Regions from separate parts of the Mus musculus genome. Here region 1 is linked to region 2. Evidence: chromatin contacts called from public HiChIP or PLAC-seq data. All regions are on one chromosome and are shown on one strand. The core of a region is the stretch at or near the end of the contact, and the rest is flanking DNA. Distances in the headings are between cores, read along the strand shown.

Region 1 (3,591 bases), core at 659-3,158, 47 kb after region 2:
GGTCCTCTAAAATAACAGCTAGTACTCTTAAGTACTGACCCATCTCTCCAGCCCATGTCCAGCACTTCTAAGGATCACTTGCATAATGGTATATTGGATGCCATCTTTATAAGCTGCTGTTATTATTACTGTAGTTGTTGGGGGATGGAACCCAGGCCCTCATGTATGCCCAGCGAGTGTTCTATCACTGGGTTGTAGCTCTGGGTATAGGAGATTCTTTTAAAATAAAAATATTTAATCCTGGGCTGGAGAGATGGCTCAGCAGTAAAGAGCACACACTGTCCTTGCAAAGGATTGGAGTTCAGTTCCCAGTACTTACACAGGGCGCCACACAGCCACCTACGACTTCAGCTCTGGGGTTTCTGATTCTCTCTCTGGCTTAGAAGAACATCTGTCCTCTCTCCTCCCCCACCTCTCTCTTCCCCTTTCACCTACACACACACACACACACACACACACCATATATACACATAATTTGAAACTAAAATAACTTTAAAACCTAGTTTTAGTATAATGCTTTATAGCAGTACTCACTCTTCAAATTTTATTGTGCAAATCGTCTTCCCATCCCACAGATGCCGTAAAACACAAATCTGGGGTTAGTAGTTTGGGGCTGGAGCCTGGAACTCTTCATTTTCAACAAATATCCTGAACCTTCAGAGTCTACAGGACAGTGAACCATTTTTGTGTTTATAGAATATAAGAATATAAGCACTTCCATATATATTATCTTGTTTGTTCCTCGTCACAGTTTAGAGAGATTTGCCAAGACACATATGTTCAACCAAACCCTGCGCATATACAGGTGTAATGAAGTGGATAACTGATTAGCTGTCAACCAAAAAGGGGCATGCAGACAAATAAACAGCTGGAGCTGACCCTCCATACCTAGAGCTCCACATCTGAACAAGGGCAAGATACTCAGGAAAAGAAAAGGTGTTTATGTTAAACACATACAGATTTCATTTTCTTGTCATGATTCCTGAAAGACAACAAAACAAAACCAAACAAAACTGCTGAGAACTATTTGCATAACATTTACATCTATTAGGTAGTATGAGCAGAGACCTGGAAACATTTAAACTAGATGGGAGAAAGCCTGCAGGTCAGTGACTTCAGTATCCCTGGATTTAAATAGTGTTCAAACCAAGCAGGAAACAAAGGGGTTGTGGGTGGGGGTAACTTTACGGGGAGGTGATTTTAGCTGGGAAGGAAAGAAGAGACACCAGAAGCTGATCAGCAGGCTCTCGGCAGGCACTAGGAAGTTCCATCCACCGGGAGTTCAGGCAGGGAAGGTCCCAAATCAGAGGGAGGGTAGGCGGGGCAGTCAGGCCTGTTTGTAGAAGTGAAGGCGGGATTTCAAAATAAGTCCGGAGTAAGCCTTGAGGGTTCAAGTTCAAGAGTGACAGGCCTGGGATTGGTTTTAGATCACGCTGGCGGCTGTGTGGGAAACGTAAACTATCCCCAGTCACCTCATAGGAGCTATGTGTGTTATCTAGAGCCATGGCAACCTGGAGTGGTGAGAACTGCTTGGGGTTCAAGAAACCCAGTAAGGACGACAAGCCTCTCTGGGCACACTTAGGACGTCCAACACAGATGCTCTCATTCGAGGGGACCCGAGGGAAGCCTGGCGCACCCTTGACTCTCCAGCAGCGGCGGGAAACTGAACAGTCCGCGGCAAAAGTACTGCGGGAATTGCAACTCTCTCCCGGTGCCCAGAGAGGGACGCCAAAACTCGGCGTGCGCATCACTGGCCTGCAGGGGGCGCCCCGCCCCGCCCCGCTCCCGCCCCGCCCTCCGAGCCTCCGCCCCGCCCCGCCCCGCCCCGCCCCGCCCTCCGAGCCTCCGCCCCGCCCCGCCCCGCCCCGCCCTCCGAGCCTCCGCCCGCGCCCCTGCGCGGCCCGGGGCGGGCGCAGCCGGCCAGCGAGCTCCCGGGACTGACGACCCGCGCGCTCACTTCCGCGTCCCGCCGCCGGCCGCCGCCATCGGACAATGGGCCGCGCGCCGCGGCTGCAGTGAGCTCTGCTGGATCCGGCCACCGGCCCCAGGCCAGGGGCTGCCCGGTGTGTTTGCAAGTTCGATTGTTCGACGTGGATGTGAGTTTACTTTTTTTCTGTGGACGTTCTCTGTCTTCTTTCGCCTGTTTTGGGTTTTGTGACTTGGAGAAGAGAACTTTTCTAAGCAGGCCGGGCACGGCTGAAGGCTGCTCTGCCCCCACGTGGACGCTCCCCGGGGGAAAAGAAGTCTGAAAGTAAACTTAGCCCCGCTGGCCTGAAGGCCTCAACTCTGGCTGGACTGTGAGTTTTGGAGTCATGACCTTCTTGCTGGGCAGGTGGGAATCTTTATCTGCCTTAGGCTGGACCTGAAACCTCGGCCAGCACCCAAATCTCCCCCACCACATTCACACCTTGAACCAGGGCTAGGCCCCGGACACTGATCTACAACATGGATAAATACGATGATCTGGGCCTTGAGGCCAGTAAGTTCATCGAGGACCTGAACATGTATGAGGCCTCCAAGGATGGGCTCTTCCGGGTGGACAAGGGTGCTGGCAACAACCCAGAATTTGAGGAAACTCGAAGGGTGTTCGCGACCAAGATGGCCAAAATCCACCTCCAGCAGCAGCAACAGCAGCAGCTCCTACAGGAGGAGGCCCTACCTAGGGCAGGCAGAAGCCCGGTCAACGGTGGGAACCGTCAGGGTGCGAGCGGCAAGCTGGCTGCAGATGGGGCCGCTAAGCCTCCTCTGGCTGTGCCAACAGTGGCACCTGGATTAGCTACTACCACTGCGGCCGCGCAGCCCTCGTACCCATCTCAGGAGCAGAGGATCAGGCCATCTGCCCATGGTGCAAGGCCTGGCAGTCAGAACTGTGGTTCCAGGGAGGGGCCTGTGAGTTCCCAGAGACCTGCTTTACACGGCCTGAGTCCCTCCTGTGAAGACCCTTCCTGCCTCACTCACGGAGACTATTATGACAATTTCTCTTTGGCAAGCCCACAGTGGGGTGATAAACCTGAAGGGTGCCCCAGCGTGAGTCTGGGTGTAGGAAGTGGATGGCCTGGTTGCCCAGGGAATGACTCCACATTGCCCAAATCCTGTGGAGACCATCACCCTTACCAGCCACAGCTCTCCACAGTGTGCTCTGGCAGGTCTTTTGAAAGTGGCATCAGTGGCCAGGACGGTGGCATTGGTGGCCATAGCAGCGAGAAGCCAACAGGCCTTTGGTCCACTGCCTCCTCTCAGCGAGTGAACCTCGGTTTTTCTTCCATGGGCTTGGAGAATGGGACCTCCGCTCAACCCAAGGGCACAACTGTTTCAGCACCGATGGTCCCTAGCAGCGCCAGCCAAGGAGCTTGTCCGAAAAGAGATTCAGGTCTGGGATATGAGGCTTCAGGCAGGGTCTTCAAACCCCTTGTGGACACTCAGCCTTGGCTGCAGGATGGGCCCAAGTCTTACCTCTCAGTTTCTGCTCCATTATCCTCGACAGCTGGCAAGGACAGTACCCAGCCAGGTATGACCACCGGGCTGGATCCTAAGTTTGGATGCGTGGAGTCTGGCACTAGTCCCAAGCCCAGCCCCACCAGTAACGTCCAT
Region 2 (4,037 bases), core at 1,309-3,808:
ACTCACCAAACTGCCAGCAAGGGTAGAGATGGGAGTTCCTATGATCCTTGTAAGCTGGGTTTTGGAATTGTGGAGGAGGCTAATCTGAGCTCCTCAAGAAAGGGTCATGAACAGTATACAAAGGCACCTGAGAGACATTTTGTCATTGGCAGCCTTATTTATGAGTGTTACCCATCTCTTGTCCTGGGGCAGAACGAGAACAAAGGATAAGTATCTAATGACAGCCCTGTCCAAAATTTGCCTTCGGGACACACCTGTGCACCTCTCTGGCTTGCTTTCCTGTCACACTGCAGATCACACTGGAGATCCCAGTCACACTGCAGAGCAGCAGCCTGCTCAGCAGTGCCCTTCCTGTGCTGCTGCAGCAACAGTTCCTATTAAAATGACCTCAGGTCACTTCTGATGAAGCATTTGGAAGAGATGTCAAAGCAGAAAGCTGGCACTGAGCACTCAGGTCATGTCTGACTGTTACAACCATACATTTTATAATTAGTAAGAAGTTTTAAGCAGCCAGAGTAAACAGTGGAAAAAAACCTTAATATGGCTTTTTGGGGGCAGACAAGGGATGTTTGACATTTTGGGCTAAATCACCGACACAATGGTTCTGAAGGATTTAGATGTTTTTAGGTAAGCATGGGGAATTTTTTTTTCCGTTGTCTTGATTTCCTTCGGTTGTATAATTGGTATTTTCTAAGTACTGTTCCTTGCCTTTTAAGGGTAGAAGCAGAGACAAGTAAGAAATAAAGCAGAATTTTCACTATCCCACCTGCACAGTTAGAATAGATCACGTTTTCAAGTAATCTTAATGTGGCCAGATAAATGTGATGGCTACTGAAAGGGACTGGTATTGGCTTAGGATACCCAAGACCAAGTTCTTAGCATAGAAGAGATTTATTTGCCCCAGAGGGACAAAGGGCAGGGAATAAGAGAAAAGACAGGAGACAGAGGAGAAGGGAGAAAGGGAAGGGAACATGGGAGAAGGGAAGGGGGTGTTCGTCTCAGTGGGGCACAAAGAACTGGCTCTGGATAGAGAGCAGACAGACAGATGTGGCCCATAAAGGTAAAAGGGGAAACTCCATGATATGATGAGGTGTTTAATTTTAATTGGGTATGTTAATTAGGTGTTCCAAAGGGGACTTTTGATTGCTGGACTTCTATACTTTGATAGCTGGACCTTGATAATCAGCCTCAGGAGGAGGAAGTGGACAAATAAGGGCATAGACTTCAGTGGCTAGCTTTAGGAATATAATCTAATGGTTTTTATCAAGGCAGAGGGAATGGGGAGAAAGGCAAGGCCTGTCAGAGCCATGTTTGCCTTCCTTGGGCTGGCTAAAGTCCTTTCAGTGTCTACTTTGGAGTGTCATTGAGTCACCCTAAGCAGGACATCAAAATCTGGCAAATGACCCTTGACTCCCTGCTGTGACTACAAACTGCTGTTGGTAGTGTTTGCTATTGCCCTGTGTCCGTACCTCCCAGTCCAGTCCATTCGCTTTATTTTGTGTTTTCTGTCACAACGCAGTTGGAAACACTATTGCCAGACTTTCTGAACCCACAAGCATTTAAATAATAATGAATTTGAATTTTAATAAGACACGGGGACTTATTAAATTTTATTATAGCTTAGGCCTTAGCTTGGGCTACCTCCCCGCTAGCTCATCTAACTTAATTAAGCCAAGTCTTATAGTCCATGTCCCACCACGTGGCCCGTTACCTCTCTCTCACTCCCCATATGTCTAACCTCCTCCATGCCCTGCTGGCAAATCTTCCTGTATCCCTGCTGCCTCTCCCAGAGACCCTCTCTCATAAGAATGGCAGTACTAAAATCTGGTCATTACTCAGCTCTCTGCTGGTACAGACTTGAATAATACCAACACAACCTTCACACACTGCACCTCAACAAAACACGCAGCTTGCACTACTATAGAACTGTCAGCCCTCTGCACCTGAAGGCACCCCTCTGGAACTGTTTTGTTTGGCTTAGCCTTCTTGTTTGACCTTCCACATGTATGTTTTAACATTTTCCATGAGAGAGGTGTCAGCACCAGGAGACATTTGACCAATTTGGGAGATTGTGAAATGAATATATAGTCCTAGCTAGCCTGTATAAAAGACACACGATCCCGGTATTTTATTTACAAGCCTAGATTGGGCAGGTTTGGAGCTATCCTAACTTATTCTCCAGTTGTATGTCCTCTTCACATGCTGTATCCCCTGGCCACATGCTCATGGTCCATCTCCTTTCATGGCAGCCTCCTCCACCCCACCCCCCCACCCCCCCACCCACCCCCACCCGTCTTCTGCTCCCTCTGCCTGCAACCCCTTCACTTGATCTTCAAGTCCCACCTTTCTCCCTTCACTGCCCAATCACAGGCTCTAGCTTTTTACTGGGGAGCAATGTTCACATAGCATCACTTGATGTATGTGAGAATCTGCTTGTGGGAAGCCAGGTCTTGAGAAGCCAGTATTTAGCATTAGAATACAAGCAGCATCAGACCAACCCACTCCAAGAGATCTTTTGTTTGTCCCTACTGAGGAAGTGGTCTGGAAAGGAGCCAGGATAGGGTAGAATACTCCCTGTGCCACCATGCTCAGAACCACCCATTTTGTCAGCAGCACCACACTCAGAACCCTGTCCTAGAGAACCAACCACCAAAGCCTGCTTCTGTGCTCAGCTGAAGCCAGAACAGCAGGCTCTACCCCTCTGGGTGATTTTCTTGTGCTCCACCTCATTTCCTGAAGATGTGTGTGGGTTGAAGAATAAATGCCTGTTCAGAATGCTCTGGTGTTTTCAGGGACACAACATAGACTCCAATGCCAGCTTTCAATCTCCAGACTTCTAGGGAATTAAAATGCCATTGGAGCCAGCACTGCTTCCCACCAGGAAGCCACTGGGGGCTATTCAAGAGGCTCTCCTCATACTTGTAATATATAGTTTCCGTGGCATAGATGGTAGATTTTAGGGTTGCAACTATGTTTTTAAGAAGAAGGAAAACCAGAGAAAAAGATATAAGGAAAATAAGTCCAACAATGTAAACAGTTGTGTTAGGGTGCCAGGTTCTCTAAGACTCTGTCCCATTATCCAGTGAGTTTGATGTGGCTTTCTGTCTTCTGAGTTAAAAGGGACCTTAAGAAGCTAACGCTGTGTGTCACTGTTGCATGATTCTTTGTTTTGAGCACTTAAGAGGAGTTGACGTTTTGTATTTTTCATCTCTGAACAGGAATCCCCAGCACCAGCTCAGAGGACACCAGACTGGCCCAAGCTCTGGGCCTACCCTACTCTGAGGTCATTGAAGCTTCACCCGATGGCACAGAGAGACTGAGTGGATCTGCTGAGGTTGGTGCCCTGGCCTGTGCCTGAAATTTACTTACTTGTGAGTCAAGCCCCTGAGATTGGTGTGATGAGACACGCTCTTACAGAGTCCTATCCCAGCTCACCCTTCCGCTCTCCCTCGCCCCAGCAGCCTTGTAGCTCTGCTTGGTTTCTCAGAACAAAAGACTCATCTTCTTCAAGACCTAGAAGTTCCTTAGCCAACCCTAGAAAACTTCATTTGAGAATCTTGCTTGAGAAATGATCTTTTCAAAGAATTTTTAGCTTCTTAGGTGACTGTAGCTGACTCTTCCTGGGGAAGATGATTGCTCACTCCAGATTATTTGCTGTTAACATCTAAAGTTTAACTTGAGTTAACAGACTGTTTACAGACTGTTTAGTTTAATGAAAGTTTACAGACCCTTATATAAACACTCAGTGTTTAAACAAGGTTATCTCCTGTTTGATTTCGTATATTCGGCAGGATGTGAACTCCAGCTGTGCTGAACTGAACCTGTAGTAACAATTTTGGAGTTTTTGTTTCTTTTAAAAAAGAAACCAGAAATTTTATAAGAATGTACTTTCATTTTAATCCCAGGTGTAGGGATGTGGGGCTGTTTTGGACTGTCAGAAGCAGCTGACTATGACTTGCTTCATGCTGTAGCAGAGGCATAGTTTTGCCAGCTGCAGATAGTTTCTGTGATTGGGTGACATTTCAAATTCTGGAAAC

What was found. HiChIP or PLAC-seq counts read pairs in DNA pulled down with a chosen protein or histone mark.
Region 1: a contact with region 2 is called in an HNF4G HiChIP or PLAC-seq map of pancreatic cancer cells. The contact joins the promoter of Limd1 here to the enhancer-like site in region 2. A contact is called at or near these places in 15 of 484 Hi-C or Micro-C datasets (the AML12 cell line, CD4 T cells, Sertoli cells and 11 more), 4 of 115 datasets of contacts at active chromatin or transcription factors (the SCID.adh cell line, embryonic fibroblasts, embryonic stem cells and 1 more) and 2 of 9 other capture datasets (adipose tissue and pancreatic islet).

Annotation. Positions count from the first base shown.
Region 1 is chr9:123,476,793-123,480,383 of GRCm38.p6, forward strand. Limd1 (LIM domains containing 1) reads left to right here and starts at 1,909. Exons shown (of 8, transcript NM_013860.2): 1 at 1,909-3,591. The coding sequence starts at 2,446.
Region 2 is chr9:123,428,668-123,432,704 of GRCm38.p6, forward strand. It overlaps Lars2 (leucyl-tRNA synthetase, mitochondrial), which reads left to right. Exons shown (of 21, transcript NM_153168.3): 11 at 3,219-3,334. Among named protein-coding and RNA genes, the nearest start is that of Gm40586, 34 kb to the right of the region's middle. Within about 2 kb of position 2,559, at least 36 of the 459 cell types and tissues checked have an H3K27ac peak or open chromatin away from gene starts, as enhancers often do. A contact at or near this core is called in pancreatic cancer cells, where this site is marked.